Linked DNA regions of Zea mays: all the other regions are linked to region 1. The links are chromatin contacts, called in public Hi-C maps. All regions are on one chromosome and are shown on one strand. Each heading gives the region's core, a stretch centred on a gene start, on an enhancer-like site or on the middle of the called end of the contact. The rest is flanking DNA. Distances are from core to core; before and after follow the strand shown. Region 1 holds the start of LOC542459 (formaldehyde dehydrogenase homolog 1). Region 2 holds the start of LOC103627883 (phosphate transporter PHO1-2). Region 3 holds the start of LOC100192501 (acetyl-CoA C-acyltransferase-like protein).

Region 1 (4,589 bases), core at 914-3,413:
GCTAACTACTTGATGATATGACCAAATTTGATACCTTGTTGATGCTATTTGCTATGAGTGGGATCAGAGATTAAAATGGTTCCACGTACCTTCACAAATCATGTATGCTCTGACCTTGGCATATGATTTATATATAAAGTTCAGGCCACCAATTGCCTGTTGTCTTTTTGCTAAAAAAATTGGTTCCACATAAACATATCTTCTTTCTTTCTGTTTTATAAAAAGTTGATTCCAGCATGGCCAATTTATCACTACTGAAATCAATGCATTTTTTCTCTGCATCATTGCTAATTTACCTTTTATCGGCTATTGTCAAGAGATTAAACCACAGGGCATGTGCAAATGTAACATGATTTTGTAGATTGCTGAAACAATGATCAAGAATGGTAAGCTGCTATCGAAACACCCAGTGGTTCAATCTGATGTTCAGGCTATGAAAGAAAAAAGGAGACTAAAGGTAATTGCTTCTAAACACTTTAATGACCCTTATGTGAGCTGTGAACATGGTTTAAGTCTCGTCCTTTGCTCCTGCCAGTTTGGAGAACTTGAGTTCGGAGTGACTGCTCAAAGTGCCACTATCGGTTCTGCAGTAGCGGCAATTTTTGGGTAACATTCAAACTAACACAAAATTTCATATTCTGAAAGTATAATTTGGTTTCACTAGATTGATATCGGTTAATTCTCAAGTATGCATGTGAATACATATGGAAATACAATAGATGCGTGGTATGAAGTTGATGCTTCACTTCATGTGGCTACATAGTTTATGCCAACATGATTTGTGATTTGTCGTCAAAAGATTCTCCAAAGTTATCTGCAACTAGTTAACACCATTTATCAAATGGATAACCTAGCTGTGCCCTTGATTGGTAGAGGGTAGAATTGGGCTACATTTTCCCTTCTGTTTTCTTGTCACGGTTAGAGGGTAGAATTGCCCCCTGGCATCGAAACGAGGTTCAAAGTTCAAACGCTGGTCAACCCATTTCTTTCTGTAAAGAATTCACCTCCACATAATTTTGTGTTATCATTGGACTGTCATACTGTTTGGTTTAGCGCATCTGTGATATTAGAAAGTAAATACATCTGATCTGACACTTGTTACTTGATCCAGATTAATCTCATGGCAACTAGCACGAGGCGTGCAAAGTATTCCTGACAATACAACGCAATACACAAATGACAATGCACTGCAGTTGGCCAAGGTAATAAAACATAGCTTACCTGAATATTACAAAGTTCAGTTAACTTGTGAGTTCTATTCGACCTTCCAGCTAACTTCTTCCGTACCTTTTTCTTCCAAAAACAGTCGCTCAAGACCGCACTGCTTGTTCTTGGCTACACATCTACCGGCCTATCCTTATTCGCGGCTTTTGGGCTGCTGTTGCTAGCCCAGCAGATTAACTCTGAGAACAAATCGGAGTAACTGACAGGCACTCGCTGAAGTTGTGGACCTCATGCCTTGCCTTTCTATGCTCCAATGAGGCAAACGTTCATAGGGAATTGCATACACTGGGACCTTGTGTGTATCAGTGCATGCAATGTTCTGTATAAAAATAAAGAGCCAATTGTTTGTGATTACGGATAAAATAATCGGTGGAGATATTGAAGCAAACATGGAAGTCAGCCTGGGACTGACTGAAGAACAAATTGTTAGTGAACGCAACAGGGAACTGCTTGTATTCAAAATTGTGCTTTCGGAGTGTGGTACTGCTGTTACTCATCAAAACTGAAAAAAATCGTTCTTACCATCATAATTAAGTATGATGAATGAGTATATATTCTGCATGGTTTTTTTTTCGCGAGGAAGAGCATGATCTTTCCTATGAATCTGCAAGCTCAAAAACAAGAAACCACGCATGAAGCAAGAGTTGACGGTATCTTTTTTTAATCCAAAGCTGGGTACCACGTATCCTTAATTAATTATGTTCCGCGTGAATCTCTTTTCTTTTTCGTTACTTAAAAGAAAGAAATAAAATTCTCTATACGAATCTCATACTGATCTGCCAAGGTGGCCATGTCCCAATAATGTGGGGAGCCCGATTCGGTATTTTTTTTTGGAAGCCCAAGTCCAGAGCGGGCCCAGTCCAGTTCATCCTCCACCTGCTCCGCCGGCTGCTCTTCTTCTCCCCTCTCGCTATATCCCCGGGGACCTCACAGCCACATCTCTCCACTGCTCCGTCCAGCGCGTCCACCTCCCAAACCCCTACTCCCCCAGGAAGCAATGGCTTCCCCCACCCAGGGCCAGGTCATCACCTGCAAAGGTAACCTGCTTGATCTTGTGTGCTCCTGCTTCTTCGCATCGGTAGGGGTAGCAGTTTCCTTGTATTGTTCGTTGTTCGTACGACGTTCGATTTGATCTGGCGTGAGGGGGTTCATGGCTGGTCTGTGCGTGCAGCGGCGGTGGCGTACGAGCCGAACAAGCCACTCGTGATCGAGGACGTGCAGGTGGCGCCGCCGCAGGCCGGCGAGGTCCGCGTCAAGATCCTATTCACCGCGCTCTGCCACACCGACCACTACACCTGGAGCGGCAAGGTGTTGTCTTGTTCTCCTAACTTACTCATGCTCGTTTGGTTTTTTTTCTTCCAATCTAGGGTTCTTGAAATTCTACGAAATGGTCACTCACTCTGGTGGGTGTAGTAGCCATTGGCAAATGGCAATCCTGACGCTGATGGACAGTCGCTGTTCTGATATAATTTGGCGTTTTGGTCGTATTTTTGTCACTTCATCTTGTGGCTATGTTCCTAGAGTTTTATAGACTGGTTGATAAAATAATGATTCTAAACAAATACAAGGATTTGATGGCGCACTGTAAGACTTTTTCCTACTTTCCCTCACTAACAGGGGATGGTGCCATCAGCTGTAACGTAAGAATATTGCTGAAACTTGGTATTGTTAGTTAGACACATGCTGTGCAATTATAGTAGGTATTATTTAGTTGACCATGTGGTCATGTTAGAACACTAGAACGATATTAATACCTCCGTTTTCTATGCAGGATCCTGAGGGTCTTTTCCCTTGCATTCTTGGCCACGAAGCTGCCGGGTAATAAGTGTGTGTGTATTTGCTTCAGTTCTATACACGAAGTAATTCATCGTTGGGCTGTGATGGACAATTTTTCTTTTACTTGTCTTAATAGAATTGTGGAAAGTGTCGGTGAAGGAGTAACTGATGTGCAGCCTGGGGATCATGTCATTCCTTGCTACCAAGCAGAATGCAAAGAATGCAAGTTTTGCAAGAGCGGAAAGACCAACCTCTGTGGTAAGGTCCGGAGTGCCACAGGCGTAGGTGTCATGATGAATGATATGAAGAGCAGGTTCTCTGTAAATGGAAAGCCCATTTACCATTTCATGGGGACATCAACATTCAGCCAGTACACTGTGGTGCATGATGTCAGTGTTGCAAAGATCAACCCACAGGCACCCTTAGATAAAGTCTGCCTGCTCGGTTGTGGTGTTCCTACTGGTATGTTCTTTTCATGTATGTTTACTTGCTTTTATATTTAGGATATAAATTGCTAATTCAGGACACATATTTGTCCGCATTGTTTTGAGGATTCCTTGATCCTCAGGAGTCAGGACAGTTATCCTGTCATACATATTGTTGTGTGGCTTAGTGCTAAGTATCTTTGCATGTGATACTTATATATTTGTCTGCCTCGGTGTATTGCTGTATACTTTATTACTACCAATGTTTCTCTCTCATTGTTTATGCCTAAACTGCAATAGTTAGCACCAATATTTTCTTAACATGCACAATCACGAAGACATTCTTACATTTGTTCATGATCCATGCAACTAGCAAAAAGTTGGTGGTTTTAATCTCATGCAGAAACTCGCATGCCATTTCTTTTTGTGTCTTTGTGATGACGCAAAAATCCCTGTTTTTATTCTGTGAAATGAATTGATTATGAAAAACCATACTGCTGCTAGCCTGCTACACTGATTGAACTACTGACAACATGTTTAGCAGCTTCACACTTATACATATCTTTTCTCGTTATCCTCTAAATATTTTCCTATAATAAGTGGTATTTAGTTTGTCCATAGTCCATACATCTGACAAAGTTTAATCATCCAGGTCTTGGAGCGGTGTGGAATACTGCAAAGGTTGAATCTGGCTCAGTTGTTGCTGTTTTTGGCCTTGGAACAGTTGGACTTGCAGTAAGTTTCTCTTATTAGGTCATTGTCATAAACCTGAGTTAGTGGGTAGGATTTTGACTTCTGAGTTTCTCCTTTAGGTTGCTGAGGGAGCAAAAGCTGCTGGTGCTTCTCGAGTTATTGGCATTGACATCGACAATAAAAAGTTTGATGTTGGTATGGTTTACGTCCTCCGCAATTATGTTCTTCGACTCTTATTCTTCTCTTATGTTGTTTATCAGCTGGTGAAATGGGAAAATTCTAATTTCCTTTGTTTCCAATGCACTGAACGTGTCCATTTTCTTGTGCAAGTTGTGGAACCTGTTAATAAATTGGGACCACTAACTTCTGTTGCTTTTGTTTCTATTAAAAAAGGACAGACCGAAGTGGGGTCTAGGAAAGGAATAACCGAGGCAAGCCCCACCCCTGCAATTTTTGTGGAGAGGCTGCATT
Region 2 (4,589 bases), core at 890-3,389, 400 kb before region 1:
AGCCTTCACGTTGAGGGAGCTGCATCCATCCATCCACACCACACAGAAGATACGCCACACATATGAAACAAGAAAAGAAGTGCTTGACAATCCATAATCGCACAACAAAAGCCCCACTTCAGAATAAACAACACGAGAAAAGGACAGGTTTAGTGCAATAGAATAAACTGGTGCGAGTGCATGGCTCCTGTACTGTCGGTGGTGTAGTAGTACGTGATCAGTGATCTACACTCACTTCACAGTCACATGCTATGCATTCAAAACCAACCTATTTATATACCTGAACTTCTTGAGGAGGTCGAGGCCGCGGTAGAGGGCGAGGAAGGCGTCGCGGATGCTCTTCTCGGCGTGCTGGACCTTCTTGCGGTGGACGAAGGCGGCGGCGGGGTCGGCGCCGTCCTTGCGGAGCACGTTGACGAGCTCCTCCCACACCTTGAGCGCGGCCCGGCCGGGGCTGGTGGGCGGGATGTCGATGCGCACCGTGGCCGGCAGCTGCAGCAGCGCGGCGCGCCCCATGAGCTGCTTCCCGCTGCCGTCCTTCTTGGCCTTGCCCAGCCCGCCGCCCACGAAGCTCACGCCGTTGCGCTCCAGCGCCGCCATCACCTCCTCCGCCACAGCCGCGCCCTCCGCCACGCGCGCCTGCTGCAGCTGCACGCTCCCGTCTGCATGCGGACATGCATGCATGCCATGTCAGCAGCAGTCACGCACGCCACGTGCGTGCCGGCATGCATATGCATGCGATCAGCAGTACGTAAATTAAAAAAAAGGGCGGGTGGGGTTCATGTGATGGACATGGACGTGCCTGCCGGCCGGTGTGCAGTGCAGACGTGTCTATCTAGCTAGCTACCTGACATGGACTGCGGCGACGAGGCCACGAAGGGAGAAGAGAGGAGGTGCCGGCCGCTGTTGGAGCCGTCCACGGACGGCGGCGACGAGTTCCCGCCGGTCCGGGCGAGCCGCGCGCGGCCGCGCCGGGACGACGCCGCCGCGTGGTCGGCGAGGATCCGCTTGACGTCCGCCAGGATGCGGAGCTGCTCGATGAGCGCGTCGCCGCGCGCCAGCATGTCCGCCTCCTGCGCCGCGTAGAACTTGTTCACCTTCTCCAGCTCCTCGTCCGCCCTCTCCACAAACTCTTGCTCCTGCATGCGCATAAGTATATGTACGACATGACATGGGTAAACAATTAACAAGCTAGCTAGCCGTGTGTAGTTACTGTAACTTTCTTTCTTTCTTTCTTTGTTTTTCCCTGTCCTACTTTGTTCAATCCATAACAGCTAATTAAATATAGAATGATAGTACTAATAATGAATATTACGACTGTAGTAGTAGCTAGATGATCGATCCATGGAGATCAAGGGCGAGCACTGCATACATGCTTGTCCGTGGCTCTCACGAGCTCCCCTGAATCCGATTCCAAGCTCCTCAAGGCGTCGTCGCTGCCGCCCTCCTGCGCGCAACGCAAGCGGCCGGACGCGTCAGAAACACTCGACGACCGGTCGGTCTGCGGCGGCGACGACGTACGTACGTACGTACACGAGCACGACCGACACAACAACGAACAGTATGTAGCACAAGCGAGCGCCGGGCGGCTGGGGCGAGCGAGAGAGAAGCTAAGGGCGACGGCGACGACGTACTGGCGAGGCCGGGGGCGTGGCGTTGTTGAAGTGGGAGGCGAGGGCGCGGACGGGGTCGAGGACGGAGAAGCCATAGGTGGTGGTGGTGGCGTCGTCGTGGTCGTTGCTGGTACTACGGGCAGCGCGGTCGCGGCGGGCGATCTTGATCCTCTTGACGAGCTTCTTGAGGCCCTTGTAGTCGACGAAGGCGGCCTTCCACTCGGGGATGATGCTGGCCTCGTACTCCCGCGAGAACTTCACCATCGTGGGATCCGCCTCGAGGGGTCGACAGGGACAGGGACCGGTATGTAGGAGTGGTGGCGGAAGCAACCCTGCCTGGCGCGCGGCTTATATAGGTGGAGATGGATATGGAGGAGGAAGAAGAGTGGTTTGCCGCTCGCTAAGAGAGAGAGCTAGTGCGCCTGTGCGTGGTGCTGCGAGGGCAGCCTACGTACCTGCTAGGCTAGCCTAGCCCAGCCAGCCAGGGGATAACAATATTAGGTCGATGCAGGGGAGAAATTAAATAAAGGCGAGCAGCAGTGCAGTGCAAAGAAAGAAAGAAAGAAACTGGTGGAATGTGCATTCTGGATGCGTGTTGCGCTGCTTCGATCTAGTGGAGATCGAGCTTGCACTTGCAGTTCATTATTCATGCTGCGCATGCTCCCACAATGCCCTCAATCACTCTCTCTATCTCTCTCACTCACACACACACATGACATATGCATGTAAAAAAAAAAACAATACATATAAATATTTTTTTTTAAAAAAAAATGCTGGTGTCCAAGGCAATGCGTAACTATAGATAGAGATACCGTACGCCGCTGAAAATACAGATACACATGTATCGATAGTGATGAATTGCGTGCTGTGAGTTGATGGGTGCTTTTATTTTGCTTGTTGGCATAAGAAAGGAAAGTGGCCGGGGGGCGGGGGCTTTCGGTTGTGCGTTCCGCGCCATCTTTCTGGCGAAAAGACAGGCGCGCGCGGATCCATGGATGGCATGGCATGCATTGGGCATCGCGAGAAGTCTGGGACTGCGTTTGCCTCTTAGCCATTGCGTTTGCGTCCCAGGAATTCAGCAGGGCCGGCCGGGCTCTCGAGTCTGGTCTGGTCTCTACGCAACGCCTGCAACTGCTAGCTGCTGGCTTCTGGCTCATCGTCGTCATCAGCAGCGTGCTCATCTTATATCTTGTTTATCAAAGTTAAGCAACGCCTGTTAACTAGTGCGGTGAGCTAGGACCAGCACAATCAGAGAGGAGGTACCAGGTGCTGGTGGTGCGGTGGTGCCTGGTGCGTGCATGCAGCCGCCCACACCGGCGGCGAGGCGAGGCTCTGACGTGGCGGTGACGCCGCGACAGCATGCGCACGCGCACCTGAGTCCTCTTCGCAGAAACTACTATGACTGAGCTTCATTAACCGTTAGTTAGCTCGTGGGATTAGATTAAAATTATTTTTGCGTTTCGCACGGGTTTTAGCGTGCATGTGTGTGTGGTCGGCGGATGCGGATGCGAGCACGAGCAAGAGGGTGAAAAAGCGGATCGCGGAGGAGTAGTATGCCAACAACCCGGATGGTGACACGACGCTGGACGACGAGCGAGTGTTCTGACTGCTGATGTGTTGCAGCGTCCCGCAACCGAAAGCACGACATACTACTGCAGTGAGCGCAGACCAGGATGGGGATGCTAACGAACGATCCAGACATCGCGTATGCATGCACGGTGGCGAGGGGACGAACATAAAACAAAGATAAAACGGGAAAAATATCTTATCTGCGGTTTCAACTTAAAATCTAATAATTGTACCTGAATCGGTATCTCGATCGAAAACCCATATAACTCAGTCGAACGACCTATGTGTTGAGCATCAAAATAGGCAGAGCGGACAGTCCGGTCCTAAGGCCGAACGGTCCGCAATCAGTACAGTCCGCGACAGTAGCGCGGATGGTCCGCACACACACACACCCAATTAAAATTCCGAGTTTCTTAGTGCACCTTCCTACACCCCATTTTCTTCCTGAATATAGAATTCAGCCTCCAATTCAGCAACAACCTCATACATCCAAGCATCAGAATCAATGCATATAAATTAAGGAGGCATACTTTGATGTACAAGATATTTTAAATTCAACAGTTTTCAAAATTAAATCAATATATTAGAGAAGACTAGAAGAATTAGGAAGAGGGAGAGAAACTGGAAACAAATGAGATACGTCTTGGCTAAAAAAATGGCTGAGGCCGTTGAAATTGGAGCTCAGACCATGGCGTCGAGGTCGGCGTCATATCGGGTTTATGATGAAATACCTCGGTGTTATAGGTTATAGGGCCGATGGCCAGATCCAAAGATGGTAATAGTTCTGATGTGAAATTGTAAAGATAAACTAAAAAAACTGGCCGTCAGCCAAGTGTCCAATGTGCATGCATACACGGCACACTGGCACAAGCATGACACGCACCATTTCTTGCTCCTGTTCTCCGCTGGAATTTTTCATCCTGCACTGGTTTCATGAAACCTAGTCACTGAGCACAACACGGAGAAAAGCAAGGTTCAAGGTGGCTGACTGAGGATCAGAGTCGGAGCCTTGTATAGATAGCTTAAACAATTCTGAAGCAACCTCACCAAGCCACCAACGTTGCAAGACACTGGGCAACGCATCCTTTTCCAGGGCCAAATGCTCCTCAGCAGGAACGCATGGCGAAAATAAAGCCCCTTTAGCCCCCCTGCCTTTAGCTGTGCTTGTTGCTGCCTCCTGCTGATACCGCCATTTTTCATGAGTGTCCACTCAAGCACAAACAAATGTGACCCAGGACGAAAGAGAGGCTGAGAGGCCTCCCTTTTTTTTTCCCAGAATTGAAAGATCATTGCATGGTTGCAGCAATTAGTGCTCTCTCTCTCTCCTGCTAAGCCATCCCATCCCCTATTGGTCAATGCTTGCACGAATAAGAGAGAGAGAGAAAAGAGAAACGGCCACTCTGATCG
Region 3 (4,589 bases), core at 960-3,459, 330 kb after region 1:
TCCTTCTCCTCTCCAGTTTTAGGATCAACGATCTGCAGAATATGGAGTGTTAGCAAACGCTCGAAATAATACATATCAAAGAACTCTTCTGTTCCTAGGTAACCAGATTGATAATTTGGTCAGACAACAAGCACATTAGTTACTTGTATAAGTTGACATAGTTACAAACTACTTTAACTAAAGTGGTTGCTAGTTTCTACTTGAAAGAAGTGGGGGGAGGGGGGAGAAGAGTTTCAATCCATCTTACCTTTGTTGGCACGGGGACGATCTCATCCTTGAATTTTCCAGAGGCCGTGGCTGCAGCAGCTCTCCTATGAGACTCAGCCTGACAAAAAAAAGCTTTAGTTGTTATATTAACCGGAAAACCCCAGATAATTAATTCATACAGTCGATGCTTAATGAGGAACTCACGGCGGCCTGATCTTGCTCTTGCCTGGTTACACCATATCGATGGGCAACATTTTCAGAAGTAATTCCCATGGGCAGAAGACAATCCTGTGCTTTCTGGAATGCGCTTATCTGCAAGGAGAGAGAAAAATGTGTTACGAGAGTTTCCTTTTTGTGTAAAAAGGAAAAAACTATTTCAATTTACATTGTGGTTATAATCCTTACTTTTGGGTTAACTTGTCCTTCCCAAGCAATGGAATTTATGGACATGGATTCCAAACCAGCACCAATCCCTGTTTAGAGGGAGAGCAGCGATTCAGCAGCCAAACTAAAGCACAAGAGCGAAAGTAGCATGTATATTCAGATACTAAGTACCTATGTCATAGTAACCAGCCTTTATAGCAGCTGCGACATCAGCTACTGCCTGTAGCCCAGATGAACACTGGCGGTTGACAGTTCTAACAGGGACGGTTTCTGCAACAACAACATCATCATGGGATGCATCATTATCTCTTCTTTTTTTGTCCACCAGAAGATAGGATCGTCTTCTTCATATTAGGTAGCATGCATGATCGTAAACAACAGTTATCAGTTACCAGGGAATCCAGCAAACAACGCAGCCATCCTGCACTCGTTTGCACGCTGGGAACCAGGGCCAAGCACCGTCCCAACGACGATGTCACCGATGTCAGCTGGATTGATTCTAGTGTTGTCCAGAACAGCCTGGACGGAAGGGAAACACAAAGGTAACAGAACCGATGAGTGCGTTCAAGTCGGTTGCGATGGGAACTCTCACCGTCTCACGCATGATTGTCAAGCATGGTGAGCCACTTGATGTGAAATGGGAGCAGAGAGAGAGAAATTAAAAGACAACAAAAGGGAAGGGAAGGGAACCTTGAGAACAACAGTGAGGAGGTCCTCTGGGTAGGTGTCCTTGAAGCCTCCTCGCTTGGCCTTGCATATCGGCGTCCTGTAGGCACTGCAGTGACACGCACGCCGTACGCATTATTTCTTCGGTAGATACAGTGATGGTGCGAGCACTAAAACAGCAGAGCCTAGCTAGTGATTCCCTCACACAAAAGGAATGCACACGTAGGTCGACTTCGAAGGTTCTTTTCTTTTTTGTCGAACCGAATTCAAACAGATTTGACTAGCTTGGATGTGCATCTGTGCGTGGTTTCCTTGACGGTTGACGCTATGACTATCAATCGTAAATTAAGTCGGCTTGGGTGATAGCCTAGTAGTACGTATGTTACAGTACAAGGTAATTAATTAATAATAAATATAAGCAGGTTAGTTAATTCGTTGAGTTTCCCCGTCGCCGAGGCCGAACCAGGCCTGAATTAAGTTATCGAGCAGGATCACATAAGGAGGAAAGGAACAGAAAAGGAAGAAAAGAGTATATCGGAGAGAGAGAGAGAGGGGAGGAACCGTTGGAGGCAAGAGGGAGGGAGGCTTACGCGACGACGACGACATCGTCCCCGAAGGAGGAGGACCTCTGGTAGGCGGCGCTGTCCCCGGCCGCGCACGCCGACGCCTGCACCGTCACACAGACGCAGCAGGGAATCGATCAGCCAACCCAATTCGATCGGATCCGATCCAGTCCGTGAGAATGAGAGGGATGAACAGAGCAGCAGATCGGGACGCTCACCGCAAGCTGAGGCTGCGAGGAGGCGGCGGAGGGGGAGGGGAGGAGGTGCGCCAGGAGGACCCGCTGCCGATCGATCGCCTTCTCCATGGCTGGGTTGGCTCGCTTCGCTTTCGCTTGCCGGCGGGCGTCGTGGTTATCCAAGGAGACGGAAGCGGACGGCCGGACGCGGTTGCCGGGGAGGGTCTGGAGAATTGATTGTTCTTTTTTTCCCTCTCTCTCAACCTCTTATCGGCGCCGCGCCGGCACGTCACCGCCACGCCACCGCAGTATGGACGGGCTGGCACGGATCTCGATTGCACTCGGCAAGATCAGGATCACACGCACCAGTCCATCCATGCCCCATGCCATGACCCTCTAGAAGTAGAAGTGGCCTTTGCTTGCACGTTTTAGATACGTGTTTTTTTTTTCTTTTCTTTTTGCCATTCTCGATCGGTCACTCCACCGTTTGTACCGTCTTCTCGTGATGTTATTTATTTATTTATTTATCATATCAATGGATCTCAATTTGGGCTGCTCCATATATTGCCTCAGACTAACGGTAACGCTGCCCCTGGGCAGCCCCCGCCCCTTGCATGTCGTCTGTAAGGGATACTCTACGGCCGCAGCGGTGTCCCTACAGCGCCCCTACGTGCCGGCCCTCTTCTCTTTCCCCCAGATCTAGCGTGTCACTATTCATCCCCTAAACACTATGCTGTTGGTCCACGAGTAATTGTTAGTAGATAAAAATTTGATAGTTGATATAGAAAATGATATTTTATAGTTGTAGTGGGGTATAAGGGAAGTATTTAGGGAGAACCGCTACGGAAGATGAAAAAATAGGGGAAAAATTTAGGGATAACGGTTGCGGATAGCCTCAGGTATAACCGCTTAAGTGCATGTACGGATCCCGGTTTGGTTTTCGAGAAAGAGACAACTACAAAATGCAATCTAAGTTTCTAGATTTAATAGATAGTTGAGTTATTCACTTTGAATTAAAGCCATCTTTTTGAACTACTATGACTGTAATTTATAGAAACAAAATATTTATAGAAACAAAATACTGTAAAAACAGTAGAAAACGGTACGAACTAAAGCCAAACGAATAAGCTGAAAATATATAGCGAATCGTGTAAAAACTCTTTGTTTGATTTTTTGCTTACCTCCTTAAAACCCTCAAGAGACCCTCTAATTAATAGCGTTGTACGTGCCCTAAGACCGACAACGTTCTATGTTTCTTCTCTATATTCCTATTAATGTTCTTTGGGCCAAACACCAAAAGAACCTTATGCCTGTCCGCGTGTATGATCTTGGGGTCCTTGCTGCAGGAGTGTGGACCATTCGTACTAGGTAGCTGGAACGTCGGTTTTTAGGCGACAAACCATTCGTAATGTGCGCAAAGAACTTTGATAAAACTAAGATCTCTCGTTTCAGGAGGGACCTCATTGGGGAGAAAAGATCTTGGGTTGCTTTGGCATCGACAGGTCATCCAAAGCTCCTCTAAATGACGTAGAGTCGAAGGAGGTAAATATTGGAGATTGGAAAACTGAACAACTAATGCGTAATATAAATAAGAAAAAAATCTGGATTTTGGTTTGGCTGATGTGTGTTTCAATATGTCATACCCCTTCATACATATAGTGGAAGGTATGGACCCATTTCTAGACGAAATGCAACAGTTCATATGAGTTTGTTAGGGTATCCACGCACGGGATAAGGACTCTAGCCTAAATTAATCTGATCGCAGACCGTTCAAGCTGCCATACCGAACCGCCTAGGCCACATGACCAGACCATTCGGTTGTCCAAGTGCCAAATTTGGTGCTCAACAGATGCTCCTTAACTTTTGGTGGAGTTTGGTGAGCTAAAAACACTTGGTCCCTTACATATTTTCTAAAAGTACAACATAATGTGAGAATACCTGCTTTCTAAGCATCCTGCCACATACTGGGATTGTATTGTTTTAGGAAACGACCATTCAATGTTTTAGGTAACTTATCTCCTAGTAATGTCTCCAACATGTATGCATTACCATAAATTACCTACACAATATTATAAGGCGCTTCCCAACTCGGAGACCATTTACCAAACTTGTGATCTTTAGTCCTTAATGACAAAATTGTCTTCCACAACAAATCCCTAACCTAAAATGACTTAGCCTTTACAAAAAATACCCATCCAAGTTCTTTGAGGCCAAAAATACCTAGCCCTCCAAGCTCTAGTGGTCGACAAACTCTACCCCACACCGTAATGACCATCTCTGACATTTTTCCTTCCTCACTAGAGAAACCATTTTCAAGTATTACCAATAGCCTTAAGTGTGTTTGGAGGTAAATCCACTGCCATGGTAAGATAAAAGAGGATCCTAGTTAGCACAAACTAGATATGTACTCTTCGTCCAACCCTTGCCATTAAGTCTACTTTTGATCCAGGTTATGATCAACAATTCTATCGATGATGGGTTGCATTTGATTTCTGGTTAATCTTTTCAAGGACAAAGACATGCCCAAATACTTATAGGGGAATGATGATTGAGGAGAGTTCACATGGAAGATGCTCTTGGAGGGTTGCCATCT

What was found. A called contact is a pair of places that touch in the nucleus more often than the background predicts.
Region 2: a contact with region 1 is called in a Hi-C map of tassel, with 2.1 times the contacts expected there. The contact joins the promoter of LOC103627883 here to the promoter of LOC542459 in region 1. A contact is called at or near these places in 3 of 25 Hi-C or Micro-C datasets (bundle sheath, ear and tassel).
Region 3: a contact with region 1 is called in a Hi-C map of ear, with 2.7 times the contacts expected there. The contact joins the promoter of LOC100192501 here to the promoter of LOC542459 in region 1. A contact is called at or near these places in 2 of 25 Hi-C or Micro-C datasets (ear and tassel).

Annotation. Positions count from the first base shown.
Region 1 is chr5:223,882,885-223,887,473 of Zm-B73-REFERENCE-NAM-5.0, forward strand. LOC542459 (formaldehyde dehydrogenase homolog 1) reads left to right here and starts at 2,164. Exons shown (of 9, transcript NM_001112015.2): 1 at 2,164-2,261; 2 at 2,396-2,532; 3 at 2,996-3,042; 4 at 3,137-3,462; 5 at 4,078-4,160; 6 at 4,238-4,313. The coding sequence starts at 2,222. LOC100274347 reads left to right here. Exons shown (of 9, transcript NM_001365845.1): 6 at 362-457; 7 at 536-606; 8 at 1,112-1,202; 9 at 1,307-1,797. The coding sequence ends at 1,423.
Region 2 is chr5:223,479,935-223,484,523 of Zm-B73-REFERENCE-NAM-5.0, forward strand. LOC103627883 (phosphate transporter PHO1-2) reads right to left here and starts at 2,140. Exons shown (of 15, transcript XM_008648190.2): 1 at 1,635-2,140; 2 at 1,373-1,447; 3 at 848-1,139; 4 at 281-662; 5 at 1-19. The coding sequence starts at 1,877.
Region 3 is chr5:224,210,688-224,215,276 of Zm-B73-REFERENCE-NAM-5.0, forward strand. It overlaps LOC100192501 (acetyl-CoA C-acyltransferase-like protein), which reads right to left and starts at 2,210. Exons shown (of 14, transcript NM_001137721.1): 1 at 2,039-2,210; 2 at 1,848-1,924; 3 at 1,282-1,366; 4 at 984-1,110; 5 at 763-861; 6 at 613-680; 7 at 412-519; 8 at 248-325; 9 at 1-32. The coding sequence starts at 2,125.